Linked DNA regions of Sus scrofa: region 2 is linked to region 1. The links are chromatin contacts, called in public HiChIP or PLAC-seq maps. All regions are on one chromosome and are shown on one strand. The core of a region is the stretch at or near the end of the contact, and the rest is flanking DNA. Distances in the headings are between cores, read along the strand shown.

Region 1 (4,880 bases), core at 648-3,147:
TCTGTTGAACTCTGGGCCTGGGCAACAGCATATAGATGAGTCCACCTTACACACAGTCCAGTCTGCAGTTCAGTATTGAAATGGCCACAGGCAGCCTCCACAGGAGGCCTGCTTGCACTTCACTCCTCAGCCCTCCTTTCGATTCTCACATGTCCATTTGGGACGTCTTCCCTGTGTCATCCCATAGAGGCCTCAAGGCCATTGTCTGAGCACTTCTTTTCACATCGAGGTTCCACATTGTCCAGATATTGTGTCACTAATGTTTATTGACATTAGTTAATGTTTATTGGCATTAGTGTCACAGGTTTATTGAGATAGTGCACATGCTGTACCATTTCCTCATTTAAAGTGTGCAGGTTAATGGGCTTTAGCGTTTCTGTGGAGTTGCACCAGCTTTTCATAAGCTGTGATGTGTGTCTCAAGTCATGTAGCGACTGCTGACTAGTACACAGATTCTAAGTGTGTCCCTTTGCAGGATTACCAGCGTGTGTTCTCTTAATGCAACACCTGCATCCTCAAAAGTTGGCTGCATGTGACTTTCTAAATGTGGCTCATATTTTCCCTCTTTTTTTGGTGTTCCTCTGTCCTGTAATCACATCGAGTGCAGCACCCCCTCGGTGCTCATGTTTATACTGTGGACAGTGAATTTGATGATGGTGACACCACACTCGAGTCCTTGGCCTTGCCCTTCCCTGGGAGGGGCCCTGCCCACCTGGGCAGCTCCTGCAGCCTCGCGTGCAGATCTGGGTAAATCTGTGGGTGCTTGTTCAGCACATCCACGCTGGTCACTTCATAAATGTGTTTGCAGAGAAGCCATTGCGTCTCTGTTCCCTTCATCTCCTGGCCTCTGCTTCCTTCCTTGTAACGAGGCCAGTGGTACAAAAAACAGGATTTCACAGCAGGAAAGGATCTTTGGAATTATTTACTTCATCTTCTCATGTCACAAATGAGACAACGTTGTCTGTCGTCAAATACAGTAGCCACTAGCCGCATGTGACTGTTTAAAATTGAACAAAATTAAAAATTATTTTCTTGATTGTGCTAGCTACATTTCAGACACTCAGCAGGCACATGTGTGGTTAGCAACTGCTCTATTGGACAGTGCTGTATTACCCATTCTCTAGGTCCTTGACCTCTCCGAGCCTCTCATTTCTTCTTTATAAAGGGAGGGTTATGTAAGACCTCATCCGTAGGATGTTCCGGAATTAAATAATGCACGTGATGGGTTCAGCACCACTCCTGGTATATCGTAAATGCTCAGTAAGTGTTAGGGCCTGCTCTTCTCATCATTATCATCAAGTTACTTGTAAAAGCTATTTAGGGGCTGGTTGGAATCCTTTCTTTTCCAATCGATATTTAGCAAAAATATTCACCGAGTACTTACTTTGTGCCAGGTTCTGGGCTAAGTGCTAACAGCAGAGAGGTGAATACAGTATGGCTCTGGCCCTGTAGATGGCCCAGCGCTAGTTCAGTGTAGTGTGTACACTGGGCCAGCGTGGCACCTCTTGTATACTTGTACCTAGTGCCTGATATCTACCAGGCCTTTGGTAATTATTTGTTAAATGCATGTGTACAAGGTAGGTATAGAATTTGACCGGAAACTGATGGGATCCAAGGGGACACGAGCTAGCTGGAAAGATTTAACAGCTTCGGTGACTCCTACACCTGTTAAAGAATAAGTAAGAGATTGCCAGATGGACACGGGAACAGCCAGCCCTCTCATGCGGTTCAGCCCTGGATGCAGCAGCTTAGGAGGTGAGGTGGGATTGAGGAGGATGTGTCTGCGAGTAGGGGTCTAAACTGGTCCTGGCAGCTCGGGGCACTGCAGGTGTCTGTGTGAGGGCGGGGCAGGACCAGAGCCGGCATCAGTGTGAGTGCAGGCAGGAGAGCTGGCCAACCTCTCTGCTATGGGGAGGCAGCAGTAAGAGGAGAGGGAGGAGTAGGTGTCAGCAGCTAGGGGTTCAGCCTCCTGGCTCCAGGAGGGTGACCAGTTGATGCTTTTTACTGACAAAAAAAAAGTGTTGCTGTCTTGCCCCCTCTTCCCAAACACCCCCAAAGAAATGCTGGAGTAACAGGAGATAGATGAGGTTGCTGTCATGCTTAGAAGCCAGTTGGTTCTTGAGACTCTTCCAGGAATGTGTTGCAGAAGCGTCCATGGAGCATGTAGCTAAACCCAGCTCTGCTTCCCCACCCCGTTTTGGCAGCTTCCCTCGGATGAATCACCATGTTTGGTGGCACCACCTGTTCAGTGTAATGTGTTTCTATAAAATGTCCATCAGGAGCTCAGGCAGACCTGCCGTGGGGGTTCAAAGCAGTTCTTAGGTGTTGAGAATGGTAATGCCAAGCTGACTTAGAGGTCTGTCTCTGAGAGCTGCTTCTCTTTACACTGCTTTGGGCCCTGACCAGATTTTGTGATAAGACATTAAAACCGTCATTTCACTCATCTTATTAGGACTATCAAAGTAAAAACAGCCTCCACAGACCTCCCCTGTCACTGATGACTTAACTCTAAATGAGACCATATGGTTATAAATCTCATCTTCCGCCCTCTCTTTTTTTTTTTTTTTTTTTTTTTTTTTTTTTGTCTTTGCTAGGGCCACTTCCGCAGCATATGGAGGTTCCCAGGCTACAGGTCTAATTGGAGTTGAAGCCGCCAGCCTACACCACAGCCACAGCAACACAGGATCCAAGCCTCGTCTGCAACCTACACCATAGCTCACAGCAACGCCGAGTCCTTAACCCACTGAGCAAGGCCAGGGATCGGACCCTCCACCTCATGCTTCCTAGTCAGATTCGTTAACCATTGAGCCACGACAGGAACTCCCTGCCCTGTCTTTTAAAGAGAAAGGAAACCAGTTGCATGGAGAAAAACCATTTAGTCACTGCCTATTATGGACCAATTGCACTCGATCCTCTTCTGGTGAAACATGGATCCTAAACCCCTTCCAGGAGCAGAGCATACAGCGGGGGCCTGTTTGCTGGTGTCCCCGTTCTTGGCATCGTCTTGTGTTTATCAGAAAGTTATTTTTATTTCCATGTAGGTGTGATTTTACTCAGCTAGGACCATTTCTCCTGCTTCCCCGAGTGAGTGAAACATGGTGCCACATAATGAAGTTAACAGAAAGATGGGATTTACTTGGTAGGAAATCCCTTTCCAGCAGTGGTGACCAAGAAACTCATGTGCTTACACAAGCCAAATGTGCACTGCCCACTCTCCACAAATTCTACGTAGTTCTTTCTATAATTTTTTTTTCCTCAGCTTAATATGGTTATTTTATGAAGGAAAATCCAGTGAGCAAAGGTTGTTGTTAGACCGTTTTGTTACATCATTTTTCAGTTTAGCTATGTGGTTAATGCATGGAAAATTTCATACAAATGTTTTTTACTGATTCTAAACCATCTTGTGACATTCCCATTTTAATCCTTGAAATTTGAATGAATCATGTATGTTTTAAAATATGTGACCATCGGATGGTGATAAGGACATTAATTTGTATTTAAGGCAAAGAGAAATCAGTATGTTAAATAACTTCTGAAGAAAGTGGGGCAGTTTCTGATGAGCATTTTCTGCTTGTCTTGTTTTAGGCCTTCTTCCTGGTCTATGCTCTGGGATGTCTGAGTATTTACTATGAGAAGGTAAGAGAATTTATTTATACACAATCCACGTAGAAATCTCCCTGATGTTAAAAGTGGGTTGTAGTAATTTCCATATTGCTTTAATACAAATGTGTCTATTTTCAGTGGATAAAATCAGATTGAATTTTTTCTCTAAATCTAGGCTTTGAGTCCTGAATTGGGACTGTTCAGGCAAAAGCCAGTTTTGACCCTTTTAGACTAAATACCATTCCCAGAGACTAGGAGGAGAGCAGTATCTTACATAGCGTTCAAGAAACCTGTGTCACAGTCGTACCAGACACAAACCACAGGAACGAAAACTGCTCATGTTTAACGCCTGCTTCAGGAAGGGCTGTGAGTTGGGTACTTCACTTGCAGTACCCAAGGCATATGGAGGTTCCCAGGCTAGGGGTCCAATCACAGCTGCAGCTGCTGGCCTACACCACAGCCACAGCAACGCCAGATCTGAGCCATGTCCACAGCTTACACCACAGCTCATGGCAACACCAGATCCTTAACCCACTGATCAAGGCCGGGGGTGGAACCCACATCCTCATGAATACTAGTTGGATTTGTTACCACTGAGCCATCATGGGAACTCCCTACCTGCAGTACTTCTGATCCTTATCTCCATCTCTAAGAGTTATAGCTGAGGTCACTGAGGCTCGGGAAATAAGCAGGTCACACAGCTGGTCTGGATAGAGTTTGGGTTTGAACCTGGTTGGAGGCAGCTCCAGTGCCCGTGGTTTTGTGCTATAACTGCTGCCCTGAGAAGAACGTTAGTCCCATCATAGGTCTGTGCCAGGCCTCCCTCTGATAGAAGGATTAGGGATGGTGGCGCAGGGTGAGGGAGTGATGGGGGCTTCAGCTCACTCTACTCTGCTTTCTGAACTTTGGCCCATTGGACCACGTGAACATGTTACCTAATCAAAATAATTCACATTAAAATTAAGAGGAAAAAGGTAAGCAGAACTAGTACCCATGAAGATGCGGGTTCGATCCCTGGCCTTGTTCAATGGGTCAGGGATCCAGTGTTGCCATGAGCTACAGTGTAGGTTGCAGACTCGGCTCGGATCCCATATGGCTGTGGCCATGTTATAGGCCGGCAGCTACGGCTCTGATTAGACCCCTAGCCTGGGAACTTCCATATGCCGCAGGTGTGGCCCTAAAAAGCCAAGAAAAAAACAAAGAAAGTAATTGTAGTCTGTTCTTCAGAGTACATCTTTTTATCATTCCTCAGATTCTAACTATATACAACTTCTTCA
Region 2 (4,845 bases), core at 1,701-4,200, 200 kb after region 1:
ACACAATAGCCCCCTCTCCCAGCCTCTGGTAACTTCTATTATACTTTTTGTCTCTGTGAACTTGCCTATTCTAGTATCTCATATAAGTGGAATTATACAATGTTTGCCCTTTTATGACTGATTTATTTCACTGGGCATGGTGCCCTTAAGGTTCATTCATGTTGTAGCAGGTGTCAGAATCTCAATCCTTTTCATAGCCAAATAATACTGCATGTGTGTGTAGAGCACATTTTATTTATCTATTCATTCATCTCTTGATGAACACTTGTGTTGCTTCCACATTTTAGCTGCCATGAATGATACTTATGTCAACATGGGTGTGCAAATGCCGGTTGGAGTCCCTGTTTTCAATTCCTGTGAGTATATATCAGGGAGTGGAATGGCTGGGTTTCATATTTAACTTTTTGAGAAACTGACAAATTATTTTCCATACTGGTTCCATCTTTTTTTTTTTTTTTTAATATTTCCATCAGCTGTGCACAAGGGTTTCAATTTCTCCATATCTTCACCAATACTTGTTTTCCATTTTTTTTTTTTTAGACACAATAGCCATTCTAATGGCTGCGATGTGGTATCTCGTGATTTTGATTTTTGTTTCACTGATGACTAATGATATTGAGCAAAGAGGGATGCCCTCCCCTATGTGAGTGGGCCTCATCTAATCCACTGAAAATCTGCTTCTTGTGCTTATTGGCCATTTAAAAAATATCTTCTTTGGGAGTTCCCATTGTGACTCAGCAGTAACAACCCTGAATAGTATCCATGAGGACACAGGTTTGATCCCTGGCCTGGCTTATCAGATTAAGGATCTGGCTTTGCTGTGAGCTTCAGGTAGGTCACAGATGCAGCTCAGATTCTGAATTCCTGTGGCTGTGGTGTGGGCTGGCAGCTTCGATTCCTAGCCTGGGAACTTCCATAAGCCACCGGTGTGGCCCTAAAAAGACCAAAACAAACAAACAAACAAACTTTTTTGGAGATTTGTCCATTCAATTCCATCCACCTTTTCCCTTATGTATTTATTTATTTTTGTCTTTTTGCCTTTTTCTAGGGCCGCTCCCACAGCATATGGAGGTTCCCAGGCTAGGGGTGTAATCAGAGCTGTAGCCACCGGCCACAGCCACAGCACACACAGGATCCGAGCTGTGTCTGCGACCTACACCACAGCAACACCTGATCCTTAACCCACTGAGCAAGGCCAGGGATTGAACCCGCAACCTCATGGTTTCTAGTTGGATTTGTTAACCACTGCGCCACTATGGGAACTCCTCCCTCTCTCTTTTAAATTTTTTTTTTAATTTTTAAATTTTTAAAAATTAAAGTAGAGTTATTTTACAATGTGCCAATTTCTGCTGTGCAGCAAAGTCCCCTCTCATTTTTGAATTGGGTGGTTTATTTTGTTGTTGAGTTATAGGAGTTTTGTTTTGTTTTTTATATTCTGGATGTTAAACCCTTATTGGATGTGTGACTAGCAAAAACTTTCTGTCCTTCTATGGGTTGTCTTTTCACTCTTGATAGTCTCCTCTGATGCACGAAAGAGTGCAGGTGTATTCTTCAAAGGAAAATTGCAGTGGTAGAAAAAACACCAGGGTAAATAACAAATACTGGCTACAACCATCTACCAAGTGACCCCACCTGGAGCTCTGGGAGCATTCTAGATGTCCCTTTTTCCTTCCTTCCTTTATTCACTCACTTAATCACTCATTCATTCACTTGCAGAACAGACTCAGAGTCTAGCTGGGGAGGCCACTGTGGACAGAGGGGATTGCCATGCTGGAGGCAAGAACTCCAGCCACGGGGAAAGGCCAGGGGACTGTGGGTGGGCACACACTTCCAGTCATACTGCGGATCAGACCTTAATGTCTTCAGAGTTACCCTTTTTTCTCTGCTCCTGTGGCCCTGCCTCTCGTTTCATCCTGTTAGTCTGGGTCCTCTGAGAAGCTAGCACAGGACGAGATGAAATATGGAAGGATTTCATTAGGGAAATCTCCTTTGGGAGAGAAAAACGGGGAGGGAGTGGCAGCCTGAAGGAGCCGTGAGACGGCGATGCACATCTGGCCCCAGGTGAAGAAGCAAGGGAAGGAGGGCTGGGTGGGAGGGTGGAGTGTACTGGTCAGTCTAAGGAAGGCATGGCAGGTGTTGAGGGTCCTCAAGGTGAAGTCAGCTGTCAGAGGAGTCCCGTGTCTCCCAGGCAAGGGCCTGCTTAGTATCCATCTGAGTCAAGGGCTGGGAGCCCCCTGTGGGAAGCATGGCCTTGGTGCAAACACAGAGCACGGCAGCCCTTGGTCAGTGACAGTCCCTTTAGCTGGAGCTCATGCTCATTCTCCCGGCCCCACAGGGCCACCAGAGTGACCTTTCTAAAATGCAATCTCACCACGCCACTCCTCCACCCAAACACCTTCCAGGGCTCCCCAGTGTCCTTGGGGTAAAATTTCAGCTCCTTATCCCAGCTCTCAAGGTCTTGCAGGGCAAGAAGGCCATTTACCCTGTGTGCCACCTTGCCCATTAATCCTTACTCCCACTTGGCCATGACCCCTACCCACCATGTGATAACTTCACTCCCTCCTGCCTTTGCCCACCCTGTGCTCTCTGTTTGCAAAGCCCAGCCCCCACGTCTAGCACTTTCCCTGGCTTCCCAGGCTCTGTCAGCGGCACCCTTATCCCCACCACTGATCCTGCCTGGGTCCTCTGGAACTGAGGAGCTGAGTCAGGAGAAGAACAACAGCTGCCACAATCTTATCCCTCAGCTCAAGCTGGACAGCATGGCCTGGAAACACTCTCACACCCGCGTCCTCCCTCTTCTGTGGTCAGAGCAGAAACCCAGTCCACGGTGTCCAGGGCAACCAGGGACAGACACCCCCTCATCCAAGCCCTTCTCCCTCGCCCCACTTTGCAACCCTGCCTTCTTGGACTCAGGATCCAATGCTTTATTTTTAGGCCACTTTTTGGACTGGAGTTCCGGGAATCTGCCTGATGCCTGAGGTGTAACCAGACCCTGCAGACCAAGGCCTTGAGCTGCAGCCGGGTGGGGAAGCAGCGAGGGGTTCCCAGGGCAGCGCTGGGGGCCAGGGCCCCAGGGAGGCAGTGCACCAGGCCAGGTGGGCCCTGGGCCCTTCACTGAGATCTGGGGCAGTGAGGCTGGGCTTCCTCTTCCAGGGCACAAGGGGCTCCAAACACCTGAACCACCTGAGCCCCACCTTTGACCGCCAGGCCCAGAAAGGCCAAGGCTACCAGCAGCAGATTGAACCCAGGTCCTCACAAGGCAGTCAGGCTGCCAAAAACTGGAAAGAAAAATGATTGTGGCCTCCTGCCCTGGCTTGCTTTCCCATCCTGTGGGTACCCCAGCTCAGCTCCTGTCCCCTGGCTTAACACTGTGGAGACCCTACCCCTGCCCATAGCACAGGGCCTGCAGGTCAGATCCAGTTTTGTCTGACGACAGATAATTTGACGTATTTCTTAAAATTATGGTAAAATACATGTAACACAAAATTTACCATCTTAACTGTGTTTAGGTGTAACATTCAGTGGCCTTAAGCATATTCACAAGGTTGTATAACCATCACCACGATCCATCTCCAGAAACTTTCATCTTCCCAAACCAAAGCTCTGTCCCCATTAAAACTAACTCCCCTCCCCTCCCCCCACCCCTGGCACCCCCCCCCCCCCAATGCTACTTTGTGTTTCTGTGACTTTGACTATCCTAGGGACCTCATAAAAATGGAATCATCCAGTATTTTGTCCTTTTTGTGTCTGGCCTATTTCACTGAACACAATGTCCTCAGGGTGCATCCATGTTGTCACACATGTGTAGGATTTTGTTCTTTTTTAAGGCTGGATAATATTTCGTTGTGTGTGCAGATCACATTTTGTTTCTCCAGTCATCCCCTTATGCATCTTGGGTTGCTTCCACATTTTGGCTACTGTCAGTCCTGCTCTTATGAACATGGGTGTGCATATATTTTTTTCAACCCCTGCTTGTAATTCTTTGGGGTATATATCCAGAAGTAGACTTCCTGGATCATAAAGTAACTCTGTTTTAAATTTTTTGAGGAAGCACTCTATGGTTTTCCATAGCAGAATTTGAAATGTAAAAACTCCAGCTGTTGGAGTTCCCATTGTGGCTCAGTGGAAATGAATCTGACTAGTATGTGAGGACACAGGTTCAATCCCTGGCCTCACTCAGTGGGTTAAGGATCCAGTATTGCCGTGAGCTGTGGTGTAGGTCGCAGACGAGGCTCAGATTCTGAGTTGCTGTGGCTGTGGCTGTGACTGGCAGCTGTAGCTCTGAATGGACCCCTAACTTGGGAACCTCCATATGCAGCCCTGAATCATGGTTGGTAAAGGATTGCCTATATCCTTAGGGGTACTAACATTAATCAATGCTTGACCAGACAGTGATGATAATAAGACACTGGAGAACTGACAGGTTGCTAAGGAGAAAAAAGAAAGAAAATTGATGGAGGATTAAATGAAACTTACCTGATATGGGGTAAAAGAAAAAAAAAATTAGCTGCTAATGTTAAAAAAAAAAATCTGGGTTTCCTGCTTCTGCTGAGAAATTGGAGATCCGGCTCCTCTCAGAGACACCAGCGCCCACTGGCAGGGCCCCCTCTTTAGAGGTCTGGGTCCTGGCTTTGTAAGGCCCTCTCCCAAGCTTGTGGTTCTAACCTCTCCCTTTGTTCCCCTGGCCCGAGGTGGTGACCCTCCCCCAGTCAGACTCTGTGATACCTCTGTGCCTTTTCAGTCTCCTGTGCCTGCTTAACAGCTCCCCTAACTGCAATAGATCTCTGTAAAAACCCTGTTATGGTTCTGCTCTCCTGGCTGGTACCACTCAGCTGGTGCCACACT

Evidence for each region. HiChIP or PLAC-seq counts read pairs in DNA pulled down with a chosen protein or histone mark.
Region 2: a contact with region 1 is called in an H3K27ac HiChIP or PLAC-seq map of skeletal muscle. The contact joins two enhancer-like sites. A contact is called at or near these places in 1 of 47 Hi-C or Micro-C datasets (subcutaneous adipose tissue) and 1 of 2 datasets of contacts at active chromatin or transcription factors (skeletal muscle).

Annotation. Positions count from the first base shown.
Region 1 is chr13:68,503,429-68,508,308 of Sscrofa11.1, forward strand. It overlaps TSEN2 (tRNA-splicing endonuclease subunit Sen2), which reads left to right. Exons shown (of 13, transcript XM_003132372.6): 8 at 3,586-3,636. Among named protein-coding and RNA genes, the nearest start is that of TSEN2, 25 kb to the left of the region's middle. Within about 2 kb of position 1,898, at least 3 of the 83 cell types and tissues checked have an H3K27ac peak or open chromatin away from gene starts, as enhancers often do. A contact at or near this core is called in skeletal muscle, where this site is marked.
Region 2 is chr13:68,698,446-68,703,290 of Sscrofa11.1, forward strand. No RefSeq gene overlaps it. Among named protein-coding and RNA genes, the nearest start is that of TMEM40, 36 kb to the right of the region's middle. Within about 2 kb of position 2,951, at least 2 of the 83 cell types and tissues checked have an H3K27ac peak or open chromatin away from gene starts, as enhancers often do. A contact at or near this core is called in skeletal muscle, where this site is marked.